4 separate regions of the Mus musculus genome follow, and all the other regions are linked to region 4. The links are chromatin contacts, called in public Hi-C and HiChIP or PLAC-seq maps. All regions are on one chromosome and are shown on one strand. Each heading gives the region's core, a stretch centred on a gene start, on an enhancer-like site or on the middle of the called end of the contact. The rest is flanking DNA. Distances are from core to core; before and after follow the strand shown.

What was found. A called contact is a pair of places that touch in the nucleus more often than the background predicts. HiChIP or PLAC-seq counts read pairs in DNA pulled down with a chosen protein or histone mark.
Region 1: an H3K4me3 HiChIP or PLAC-seq map of neural progenitor cells shows a contact between it and region 4, with 8 times the contacts expected there. The contact joins two enhancer-like sites. A contact is called at or near these places in 2 of 115 datasets of contacts at active chromatin or transcription factors (neural progenitor cells and stem cell-derived neural progenitor cells).
Region 2: a contact with region 4 is called in a Hi-C map of stem cell-derived neural stem cells, with 2.2 times the contacts expected there. The contact joins two enhancer-like sites.
Region 3: a contact with region 4 is called in an H3K27ac HiChIP or PLAC-seq map of neural progenitor cells, with 7 times the contacts expected there. The contact joins two enhancer-like sites. A contact is called at or near these places in 2 of 39 promoter capture datasets (the C10 cell line and liver), 1 of 484 Hi-C or Micro-C datasets (neural progenitor cells) and 3 of 115 datasets of contacts at active chromatin or transcription factors (astrocytes, neural progenitor cells and stem cell-derived neural progenitor cells).

What each region holds. Positions count from the first base shown.
Region 1 is chr4:97,617,587-97,620,286 of GRCm38.p6, forward strand. It overlaps a transcript of Nfia not described here. Among named protein-coding and RNA genes, the nearest start is that of E130114P18Rik, 34 kb to the left of the region's middle. Within about 2 kb of position 1,260, at least 90 of the 459 cell types and tissues checked have an H3K27ac peak or open chromatin away from gene starts, as enhancers often do. A contact at or near this core is called in neural progenitor cells and stem cell-derived neural progenitor cells, where this site is marked.
Region 2 is chr4:97,563,373-97,566,072 of GRCm38.p6, forward strand. No RefSeq gene overlaps it. Among named protein-coding and RNA genes, the nearest start is that of E130114P18Rik, 20 kb to the right of the region's middle. Within about 2 kb of position 1,364, at least 8 of the 459 cell types and tissues checked have an H3K27ac peak or open chromatin away from gene starts, as enhancers often do. A contact at or near this core is called in stem cell-derived neural stem cells, where this site is marked.
Region 3 is chr4:96,718,514-96,721,213 of GRCm38.p6, forward strand. No RefSeq gene overlaps it. Among named protein-coding and RNA genes, the nearest start is that of Cyp2j5, 56 kb to the left of the region's middle. Within about 2 kb of position 1,253, at least 60 of the 459 cell types and tissues checked have an H3K27ac peak or open chromatin away from gene starts, as enhancers often do. A contact at or near this core is called in neural progenitor cells and stem cell-derived neural progenitor cells, where this site is marked.
Region 4 is chr4:97,191,630-97,194,329 of GRCm38.p6, forward strand. No RefSeq gene overlaps it. Among named protein-coding and RNA genes, the nearest start is that of Gm40207, 220 kb to the right of the region's middle. Within about 2 kb of position 1,397, at least 27 of the 459 cell types and tissues checked have an H3K27ac peak or open chromatin away from gene starts, as enhancers often do. A contact at or near this core is called in neural progenitor cells, stem cell-derived neural progenitor cells and stem cell-derived neural stem cells, where this site is marked.

The sequences.
Region 1 (2,700 bases), core at 10-2,509, 430 kb after region 4:
AGAGGAACCTGGAAGTGATGGGGCTTTAAGTTAGCTCTGTGTCATTGGGATTGGTGACAGGTGAGAATAAAGGTCCAAAAGCCAGCTGCAAGCATCCACTGACTTGTAGACCATTGATGTCACTATAAAAGAAAACCCAGATACATTCTGGGAAAGATGCTCCGTCATACAAGGATATGATGTTGTATTATGATGTTGTATACACAAGGATAAAGTAGGGTTGTCCCAGCTCTTGTGGTGTACAGGGTCATGTCTGTAAGCATACCTGTGACTCTTTCTTCCTTAAATCATGAATGGATTTCTCCCCCAGCTTCAGTTCTGAGCTGTTGCCTCATCAAAAGGACTGTATCCTCCCTCCTTTTTAAACGGGGAAGTATAAAATAAATCAATGAAGTGCTATCTGAAGGTTAAAATGAAATAGAAAAGAAACCACAGTTTTGCCTTTATAATTTGATGTTTTGGGTAGAAGGAGAAACTGGATAAGAGAGACAAAGGGAAGGTTTTTTTAAAGCAAGATTCTGGCTCCTCTCATAAATAGCTTATTAACTCCCTACTGCTGCCTAAGAAGAAATTTGCCAGTTCAGTCAGATGGTTTGCTATATCTCAGTGTGTCAAAGGGACCCAATTCCTAGTCAGACAAATTTCATCAATGCCAGCCATTTAGCAAGAATCAGGAAAAGTGCTACCTAGATCTCTGGGGACTCCTGAAACTACAACCTGTTGGTAAGATTGTCTGACTTTTCTAATGGAAAAACTGCGATTCCTTCAACTGGAACACAAAGGGCAGAAGCATGCTTTAGAATGAGTTAGTATCCTTCCCCACATCAAATCACAAGGCATAAATTTTACTCCGTTTCACGGCTAAATCAGCAGGTGTCTCAGGAAACTAGACTGATCGTGGCATGACCCAGAGGGATCCTTCTTTTTAAGAGTTCAGCCCTGTGCAAAGGAGATCCAAGTCCTGGAAATGCCCCCTGGCTTCCTATGGAAGCTCAGCCTGAACATTCAGTCTCAGAAAGCTGGTTCCAGCCTCCTCATCCTGTCTGTGAGGTCCAGATCCTGGGCAGATGTCTCTCACCATATGCTGGAGGTGATTTAACAAGGCCAAGTGGGCAGCCTGGCCAGAGGCACTCTGGAGCTCTGGGTTACGCCTAGCAAAAGCGCACTGCTGCCGCCTGCCCGGCTGTCCCAGCCTGGCCGCTCCTTCCTGGAGAAGAGACAGCAGCCGCGATTACAGATGCCAAGCAGCGGAAGATATTTTTAAAGCTGCAGCATCTGGCTCCTTGGCAGCCTTTATCCGCTGGTGGGCTGGGTGTTTTGGAGTCGCCTCTGGGCACTTCGCATGGTTTGGCATCTGATTATTGTCTGGGCCGCCTTTTAGAGCTGAGCTGTGGTTGTGGGGTGGGGGATCCCTGACACCCACTGTTGGTGGTGACCTGGGTCTCCCCTCTCAGTGACATCAGTATGTTTCTGCATCTTTTGCGGTTTTTTTAAACTTCCTTTTTAAAAAGTGATAAAAGAAAGATCATTTCCCCTCTGCCAGAGTGGTTTTGAATGGATAGAGCCAGCAGCTCGCAGCTGCCCAACGGTGCCCACACTGGCCTCTTTCCTACTGACTCAAAACAGGCTTTCTTGGCATTCAAACTTCCCTCAGGCTTCACTGTTCCTCTAATGTCTCCCTGGAGAGGGAGGGGTCTACTTTTTCTTTCTTCCTTCCTTTTTCCTTTTAATCCTGTTTTTGCAAGAGATTCTGAGACTTCCTGCACATGTCTAAATACTCTCTCTCTCTCCCTCCCCCCCTCTCTCTCCCTCCCCCTCCTCTCTCTCCCTCCCCCCCTCTCTCTCTCTCTCACACACACACACATACACACCACCCACAAAGAAGGAAAGAGAAAGAAGGCAGACAGGAAGGAAGAGAGGGAGGGAGGGAAGGAAGGACAGAAGGAGGGAGAGAGAGAAAGGAAGGAAGGAAGGCAGAGAGGGAGGGAAGGAAGGAGGGAAGGAGGGAAGGAGGGAAGGAAGGAAGGAAGGAAGGAAGGGAGGAAGGAAGGAAGGAAGGAAGGAAGGAAGGAAGGAAGGAAGGAAGGAAGGAAGGGCGAGCAAGCGAGCAACACTGAATCATCTGGCAAGTTGTATTAACACATGAAACTCAAGAAGAATGAAGACTGAAGTGTGGACACTTTGCCCCTCCTTAGATTTGGGAACAAAACACCCATGGAAGGAGTTACAGAGACAAAGTTTGGAGCTGAGATAAAAGGATGGACCATGTAGAGACTGCCATATCCAGGGATCCACCCCATAATCAGCATCCAAACGCTGACACCATTGCATACACTAGCAAGATTTTATTGAAAGGACCCAGATGTAGCTGTCTCTTGTGAGACTATGCCGGGGCCTAGCAAACACAGAAGTGGATGCTCACAGTCAGCTAATGGATGGATCATAGGGCTCCCAATGGAGGAGCTAGAGAAAGTAGCCAAGGAGCTAAAGGGATCTGCAACCCTATAGGTGGAACAACATTATGAACTAACCAGTACCCCGGAGCTCTTGACTCTAGCTGCATATATATCAAAAGATGGCCTAGTCGGCCATCACTGGAAAGAGAGGCTCATTGGACTTGCAAACTTTATATGCCCCAGTACAGGGGAACACCAGGGCCAAAAAGGGGGAGTGGGTGGGCAGGGGAGTGGGGGTGGGTGG
Region 2 (2,700 bases), core at 114-2,613, 370 kb after region 4:
AACCATAGAGGAACATCACCTTACTGGCTTTATGGCACGCCTGTGTTTAACTAGTTTTCTTATGCAGCCTGTCTGCCTAGGGCAGTTGGGTCATGACCCATTTAGGGGATGAACAATCCTTTCATAAGGGTCACCTAAGACTATGAGAAAGCTTGGATATTTATATTAGGACTCATAACAGTAGCAAAATTGCAGTTATGAAGTAGCAAAAGAAAATATTTTATAGTTGGGGGGTCACCACAACATGAGGAACTGTATTAAATAAAAAGTCAACACATTAGGAATGTTGAGAAACACTGGCCTAAGGAATGGTGCCCTCCACAGTGGGCTGGGTTCTCCTACATCAATTGATAATTAAGATAACCCCCCACAGACATGCCTCTGCCAGCCCATCTTCTGCCATCCCTCAATTGAAACTTCATTTTCTCAGGTGATTTTAGCCTTCAAGTTGACAGTTAAAGCTAACTAGGACAGTTGTATACAACAGCTCTCAACACTAGAACCTGATAGACACAGACACCCATATGTTCTCCACTATTTTTTAAATATATTTAGGAAATATGGGGTTCTCCAGTACAAGACCTTGAGTAAAATGTAATACTGCATCTGCTCCTAGAAGCCTAGAGCCCCGGGATGGACCATGTTGAATAAGATACGTTGTTAATACAACTGTATAAAGATAGGGAGAAGGTCTCAGGCGGCATATGGGAAAGAAGACTTAGTGTCTCCGCACATGAGGGTGGGGAATGCTTTCATTTCTCATTATTTAAGAGACAGAGGACGATGATATTAGCAAGATGGTGGAATCAGAAGCACCAAATCTCATTGTCCTCATAGAAAGAGTGACTATAATATGACACATGTGAGTGGGAAATGCCTTCATGAGAACCCTAGAAATAAGTTCAAAGCCAAGAATAGTCATGCTGAGAGTGGCAAACCAAGTGCAGGGACCCGTCCTTAATCCCATCTACTTAGGAAGCTGAGGTAAGACGAACACAAATTCAAGACCAGCCTGAATAGTACTGGTCGATCTGGAAAAAAAATAAGGAAACTAGGAGGGAGTGTGGAAGAGAGGGGGAGGGGTAAAAGAGGTGGTAGATATAAAGAGAAGATGTAGTAAAAGATGCCGTTCCATATCAAACGTCTCCTTTTCCAGAGTGCAAAAGTCCAATTATCAGTCTCTTCCTTGGGGGGCGGGGGGGAGGGCAAAGAGAAAAATAGATTTTGCATTCAAAGTCTCTTCTCTCGAGGAACTAATTTCCTTCTCACATACTTCACAGTGTTCATGCCTAGGGGCTGCAGAGAACAAAAGTGAGCTCGGCAGCTCATGTCAGTGCCAGGGAACTTGTAATACCACAAACAGAAACTGGCACAGCCTGCCACCTAGGGAGTGAGAGCCCAGCTTGTGGCTCTGGGAGTGGAAGGGGTGAATGGAGCGGACATGTGTCCAAAAAAGAAAAAATCCCAGCTCTTCAGGGACCTTCAAAGAGACTGGTTTCTGGCTTACCCAACACAGGTTCCTGATGGTCCCCAAGGCCTCAGGGAAAGGCACATAGTTTAGCACGTTGGAACTTGTAATACTACAGATAGACACTAGAGGGAGGAAGAGATTACAAACTGAAGACTAAGCCAGCAAAACTCTGCCGGGCTTATTCATGAAAGCATAGAAAAATGTATCCCTAGACAAATTTGACGAGGTTCTGGAATCTTGACCTCAAATGACTGTGGAAGTCTTTCCTTGTACATAGTTGAAGTAAAATGATATAGAGGCAGGTGTGTTTCAAATGTACAACCAAATACAAAGGTACAAGGCATACATAAAAACCTGAGAAATCATGGCCCAACCATAGGAACAAAAGAATCTCCAAAGCCTAACTTCAGGTAATGGAGTTAAGTGAATGACCAAATTAAGAATTCAAAATATCCATGTTACATTCAATCAACTCACAAGAACATAATGAATAGAATAACAGTATCAAGTCTCTCTCTTTTTTTTTTTTTAAATAACCAAACAGTGATTTCAAAGCTAAAGAACACAGAATAGAACTGAAAATTCACAATGGTAGTAACTTCATTCACAAGATAGAATCAGCAGTCACAAAGACATTGACATTATCCAATCAGAAGCATAGTAAAAATGAACACAAAAAGAGAATAAAACAATCCTACGGAAATGAGAGGCTATCATAAAGTAGAGTGGTTAGGAAAGAAAGCGATGGGAGATTGCCATAGAGTTTATTGGGTTCTTGGATAAATTCCTAGTGCTAAAAACAATAAACAAAGATGAGAGAGAGAACAGAAAAGAGGCAGATAATAAGATGGTGTGAATAAGTGACCCTGTGAGGGAAAATGGACATCTAGATGTCTAAAGGACCCTAGCTGTGATTAAACCAAAGAAGCGCATCTGAGAAATTACAATCACATTGTCAACAATCAAAGATAGGGGATTTTGTAGGCACAGAAATAAAAGTGACTTGTCACATACAAAGACAGCCTGGTAAGAATAAGAAGGGATTTCACATTGCAAGCTTGCGGGGCAAACGGAAACACAATGATATGTTCAAGTGCTAAAGAAAAATAGTGTCAATCAAGAATACTACATATGGCTATAGTCTCCACAGAAATAAAGCAGAAATACCTTCCCAGATAAGTAAGAGCTGAGGGGTTTCATCACCACTACATTAATGAAAATAAGAAATG
Region 3 (2,700 bases), core at 3-2,502, 470 kb before region 4:
TGTCTGAGAGAACACATAGTGAAGAGTCACATCTCAGAAGGTGTCCAAGCCCAAGGAAGCCCAAGGAATCTCTGCTTAGAGCTGGCTCCTTGAAAGCAGAAAATGAGCTTCAGTTATAATCTTCTGGGGATTGGCTAACTAACCAGAACTTTGGAATTCTGATGAGACAGATTCTCAGTCTAAATCTCCCTTTGCAAGAACAGAAAACTGTGTGGGATAGTAGTGTGTGGGCTTTAGGGATTGGTACCAAGTGCCAATTGCTCTTTACAAGATAAATCTCCCTTGGCCTTTGTCAGAGCTCAATCTGCCTATGAATTTTCCTGGACTCTATCCTCAGAAGCACCATCTGCTAGTGATTGTCCTACCATCTGACCACTTACCCTTTGTCAATTGCCCTCTTCTGGGCAACCCCACTACCAGTTGGAGTCTACCCATTGTCCATTTTGGAAAAACTGAGTCTGAAGAGCAACAAAACAGAAGGGGGAGAGGGAAACAATGCACTGTGTAAAGATCCAAGGCCAAGATGTGATGTGGGAAGGCCTGGAGTCTTTGCTCAGAACCTGGGGCGGGAGCATGTGGCCAAGCCAGAGCCATATTGTGTCCCAGGCAGCCTGATGGCTCCACAAATAATATTGATGCCTTTTGTTTGGAAACTTTTGAGGCAGCTTCCCACTTTCCAACAAGCCGTGGTAAATGCTGGGCCCTCCCCAAACCACTTTGCCTTTTGCATGGTTTCTGGCCAACTGCGCAGGCAGATGAGGCCCCTCAATGCTAATGAGGGAAAGGGCTGGCATTCCTGAGTCACCCAGCTCTGGGAAGCTCGCCTTTGTTGCTAAGGAGCATTGGAACTGTAGCTGAAAGGCTCATAAAGACAGAGAGGAGAGGGAGAAAAGAAAAGCACACACTTGTTTCCAGAACTTCACAGTTCCCTAGATGGCACCAAAGCTCTCCAGTTTCTGATCCCAATTAGAGTATCACCCCCATCTTTATTGTTCCTCTTAATGATCTTGGGAAATTCTTCAAGTTAGAAAACACTTAGCAAACTTTGGACTATTTTATCACTTTAGTTATGCTTTTGTGTCTGTGAACATACCACCTCCAGGTGGCTGAGAATGCCTTGTTACTGGCTCAGAGGGGTATGGAGCTGAGAGAAAGCAGCTGGGGTTTGCTAATGTTCATGTGTGGGCTCCATTCAGTAGGTGTTCACCAGTGACCCACATGGTCAAGGATCTGGGCATTGGTGCTGATGACAAAGTAGAAGAGGCTATGTTGGATTTGCTGCCAGTCTTGCTGGACAATGAGGCCATTCATACAGGGGTGTTGTACTAGTTGTTTGCTGCCAGTGTGGCCTACATAGCATTGCTGGACTTGGAATTTACACAACAGTTTTTCACTCCTGGCTTAGTCACTCTCACTAGGCCTGTTGGAACCAAAGTGATTTCAGTAGTACCCTGAGCTTCAGTTTTTTCAACAGTAGAATGGGCATAGTAATGCCAACCTATTTTGTAAAGTAAGAGAAGCAATTACAGGTGGGAGGATAATGTAAAAGGCAGTTTCTGCTGACCAGGAAAGCACTCTGAAAATGATCCAAACGCTAGTTTCAATATCTGGAAAAAAACTAATAATTAGGCCTGTTGTGAAGGGAAGAATTGTATAAAAATAGAGGATACTTGTTTCCTCTGTGGTACTTCTCTGTGGCATTCAAGATACACTGCTAAGCCATTGATGCAATATCTCATTTAATATGAATGGAATGGTGTTGCTCTACTAAAAAAGTGAGTTGCTCAAGGCTATATGGTATGAGAGAGTCTGATCCAGCTGAGAAAATGCCTCTATCCTTTATTCTCTTCATCTTTAAAGATGAAGTTTGTGATCCTTGGAAAGTTACTCTCTCTCTCTCTCTCTCTCTCTCTCTCTCTCTCTCTCTCTCTCTCTCTCTCTCTCTCTTACACACACACACACACACCACTGTATCATCTCTAAAAAGCTTACTGCATACTGTCACCCACTTAGGAAGGTCCTACTGCAGGAAGCTTATCAACCAACAGACACTGGTCTTTATTTCTCTATCTTTATTAGAATTCCACAGTGACACATAATGAGTATTCAATAAGCCACTATCTGAAAATAATAAAAAACAACAAATGCCACAATGACATTTTGAAGTGTAATGACATCATAGCATATTACTATTTATGTCAATTTGTTGGCTTCATAGCAGACCTCCTATAACCTCTACTGTCACATTGTTACCTTAATAAATAATCTTCTCTATGGATTTAAATTTTATTTCCTTAATTTTTACTCATATAAAAGTAATGAGTATACTCTCATGATATATATACAAGCAGACAGATAAGCATACAGACAACCTCCAAACCAAGATTCCCTTCTTGCCTAAATTCTAACCGTGCTGTGACCATGTAGTCTGACTTTATGAAGCATGACCCTAATTCAGAAACTTCACCCCTGCCTCTGAGGCCTCTTTGTGATTGTCCATGTATTCACCCCCTGCTTTGTTGACCATTGGTTATAAGTTCCCATTTCCCCTTGTCATTTGGAATTTGGGCCCAAGACCTTTCCTCTAAGGCATAAATCCCTGAAAGTAGTCCCTATGATACCATCATAGTTATAAATAAAGACTGTTTTATTGTTCTTTTAAAAAATGTATATTTTATTAATTCTTTGAGAATTTTATAC
Region 4 (2,700 bases), core at 147-2,646:
CTTAATAGGCAAAGACATGGCATCCAACAAAACTCAACTCTAATCCATATTAAAACTCTCTAAAAATTTGTTTCCTAGAAACACTCTAACGGTTATAAAAAGTAATATTGGAAAAGGTACATTTAATGACTAAACTGAAATGGTTTCTTTTAGTATTGTCTGTAGGAGTTTGGTCTGGTGCTGCTTGTATTTAGATGCTAAATACTGTACCCCAAGATCTGGTTGCCCCAAGATGAATCCTCATGTACACCTCACATGCAAATCTTGCTCACTGGTAGAGAGAGGGGGAAGGGAAGAAAGGAGAGCAAGAGAGGAGGAAGCCATGATGAGAGGAGATAGAGCATGAGCACGTGGGCAGGAGAAGAGCAACTAACAAGGATCATGTGGCGGCTGGGATGTGAGTGAGAATCATGCCAATGCCTGCCCGATCTAGGCGTACAGCTTGGAAATTAAATACCTGGATTCTGTGTCTTTTGTGTGGGCTGGCTTGAATAAATAATTAAATTTACAATTGTCAGAATGGATTGTAATTCATACAATCAAACAATGAAAAAATAATAATGTGTATGTTGGACTACAGTAAGGAATACCATCTTCATTTATAAACACTTAGCTGTACAGAAGTTTTAGGTATCGATAGTGTACCTGCAGTAGATATTAAGTTATTATATAAAATTTCAGCATTTAATAATCTTTTTTTTCTCTCTCTATGTATGTATGTATGTATATATATATGTATATATATATTGTGTATGATCAATTTAATAAAATTGTATAATAATATAATTTATAATTGCACACAAAAATGTATTTAAGGGATTTTATAACAATTTTATTTATAAGAACACAAACCTGAAAGCTACTCCACATTCCCAGCAAGCAGCTTAATGATAAGTATGTTATAAACCCAATGTAGAATCACTGGGCAAACCATAAATTCCAGATACATGCAAAAACCTGATTACACTTAAAAAAACCAGCCATGTAGAAATCATATATAATATATAAGTACATAATATATTTAACCAAAATTCTAGTTCCATAAAAGATGATATGTAAACAAACAAACAAACAAACAAAAACAGAAAACTGGTGGCCATTCTGTGTCTGGCGGTACCAGCTGAGGACTGAAGGAGAAAATGGAGGTGCTGTGGATGCAGATGACGTCAGCATTCTGAGTTGTACAGAGGTGGGGCTATATAAGCATCTCTACTTATACTAGCTGACTAGAGTTTGTCAAGTTTGTATATTCTTTGTCACATGAAATCTGTGTGCCAATTCAAATGAAAAGATAAAAATATGTGGAAATAGAGGGGGAAAGTAGGAAGGACAGAGAGTGGGAGAAAGGGAGAAACAGTCCCATAAATTCAAGAATATCTGAGGCAACAGCCAAGAAAGGAAGAGAGCAGGCCCTGGGAGCGTCAGGCTGTTTCAGAACCCTGCAGCTATTTAAAGATGCCAAACAAAATCCTGAAGCAAAAAGAAAACATAGTTTTTGAGATGCAAAAAGCAGAAAGTGACCTCTGACCTCTGACTTCTGATCTATCCGCTTAGATAGCATTTGGAAGTTAAGAGTTCATTTTCAGGAATTAATTTGTATAGTTCTCTTGTTCAGTCCCTTTAATTTGGAAAATAAAAGTCACTCCAAATTGCCCACTGTATTTCTGCCAAACTCTCATGTGAAGAATTGGGTGGCAGGTGTTTCTTTCTGTAGTCATTCTTAGGAGGGTTTGTTCCCATGTTTGAATGGAGTCACTTGTGCAACTTCCCCCTCCCCCAGATCTTTCATTGCAGCCTGGCCTGGAATCTATTCTTCTGGAGTACGGTGGAATGTTCGCCCATTTATAATTGCTGCAATCCTTCATTTCTCTCTCTCCGTTGCTTTGCTGTGCCAAGCACATCAGAGCTAAATTCTTGGCAAAGGATTTTTTGCTTGTAATAGTACAAAATACATTTTACTATGCCCTTCAGTGTGTGTCCTGAAGGGAGATGAAGAAAAGCCTGAAATAGCTGAGGGAAGATCTTCTCATGAAGAGTAGCTGATATATGGAAGTAACCTGCTACAGCTAAATCAAGTACCTCCAGATGTGGCAACAAGACCAACAAAAATTACCTTTAGTGAAGGCAACACCAGAAACCAAATTGTAAAATACGTTAACTCAAACGCTGCACCTAATTCTTATCATTACAAAATGACGGTCATTTTTATTTCTTCTTTGTTTTAAATGGTAACTTTCAAACTTAAAGACAAATACTAAGTAACTTGGCTAAGGTTGTTTAAAAAGTAGGCTTAGAGGTTTTATGTGTTCAAATCCAACCCCAGTGTGCTTTGTCCTAGTTCAAATTGCTTTATCATTCCACCCCCCCCAAATCTCTCACCAACACCTGTCACTTGAATGAATATGTTTTGAGTGAAAAGCGTTTAGAAGAGAAAGCCCCTATGAGAAGTAGCAGAGATATTGTAGGACAAAGCCATTAAAACATGTTGTTCTAGAACATCTGAATTGTTTGAGAGCCACAGGAAACAAGGAAAACAAAATGTAATTGACAAAACATACATACATACACACATACATACATATAATGGATATATACATTACATATAATACATGCACATATACTAGATAGATAGATAGATAGATAGATAGATAGATAGATAGATAGATAGATAGATAGATAGATAGATAGATAGATGGAGCT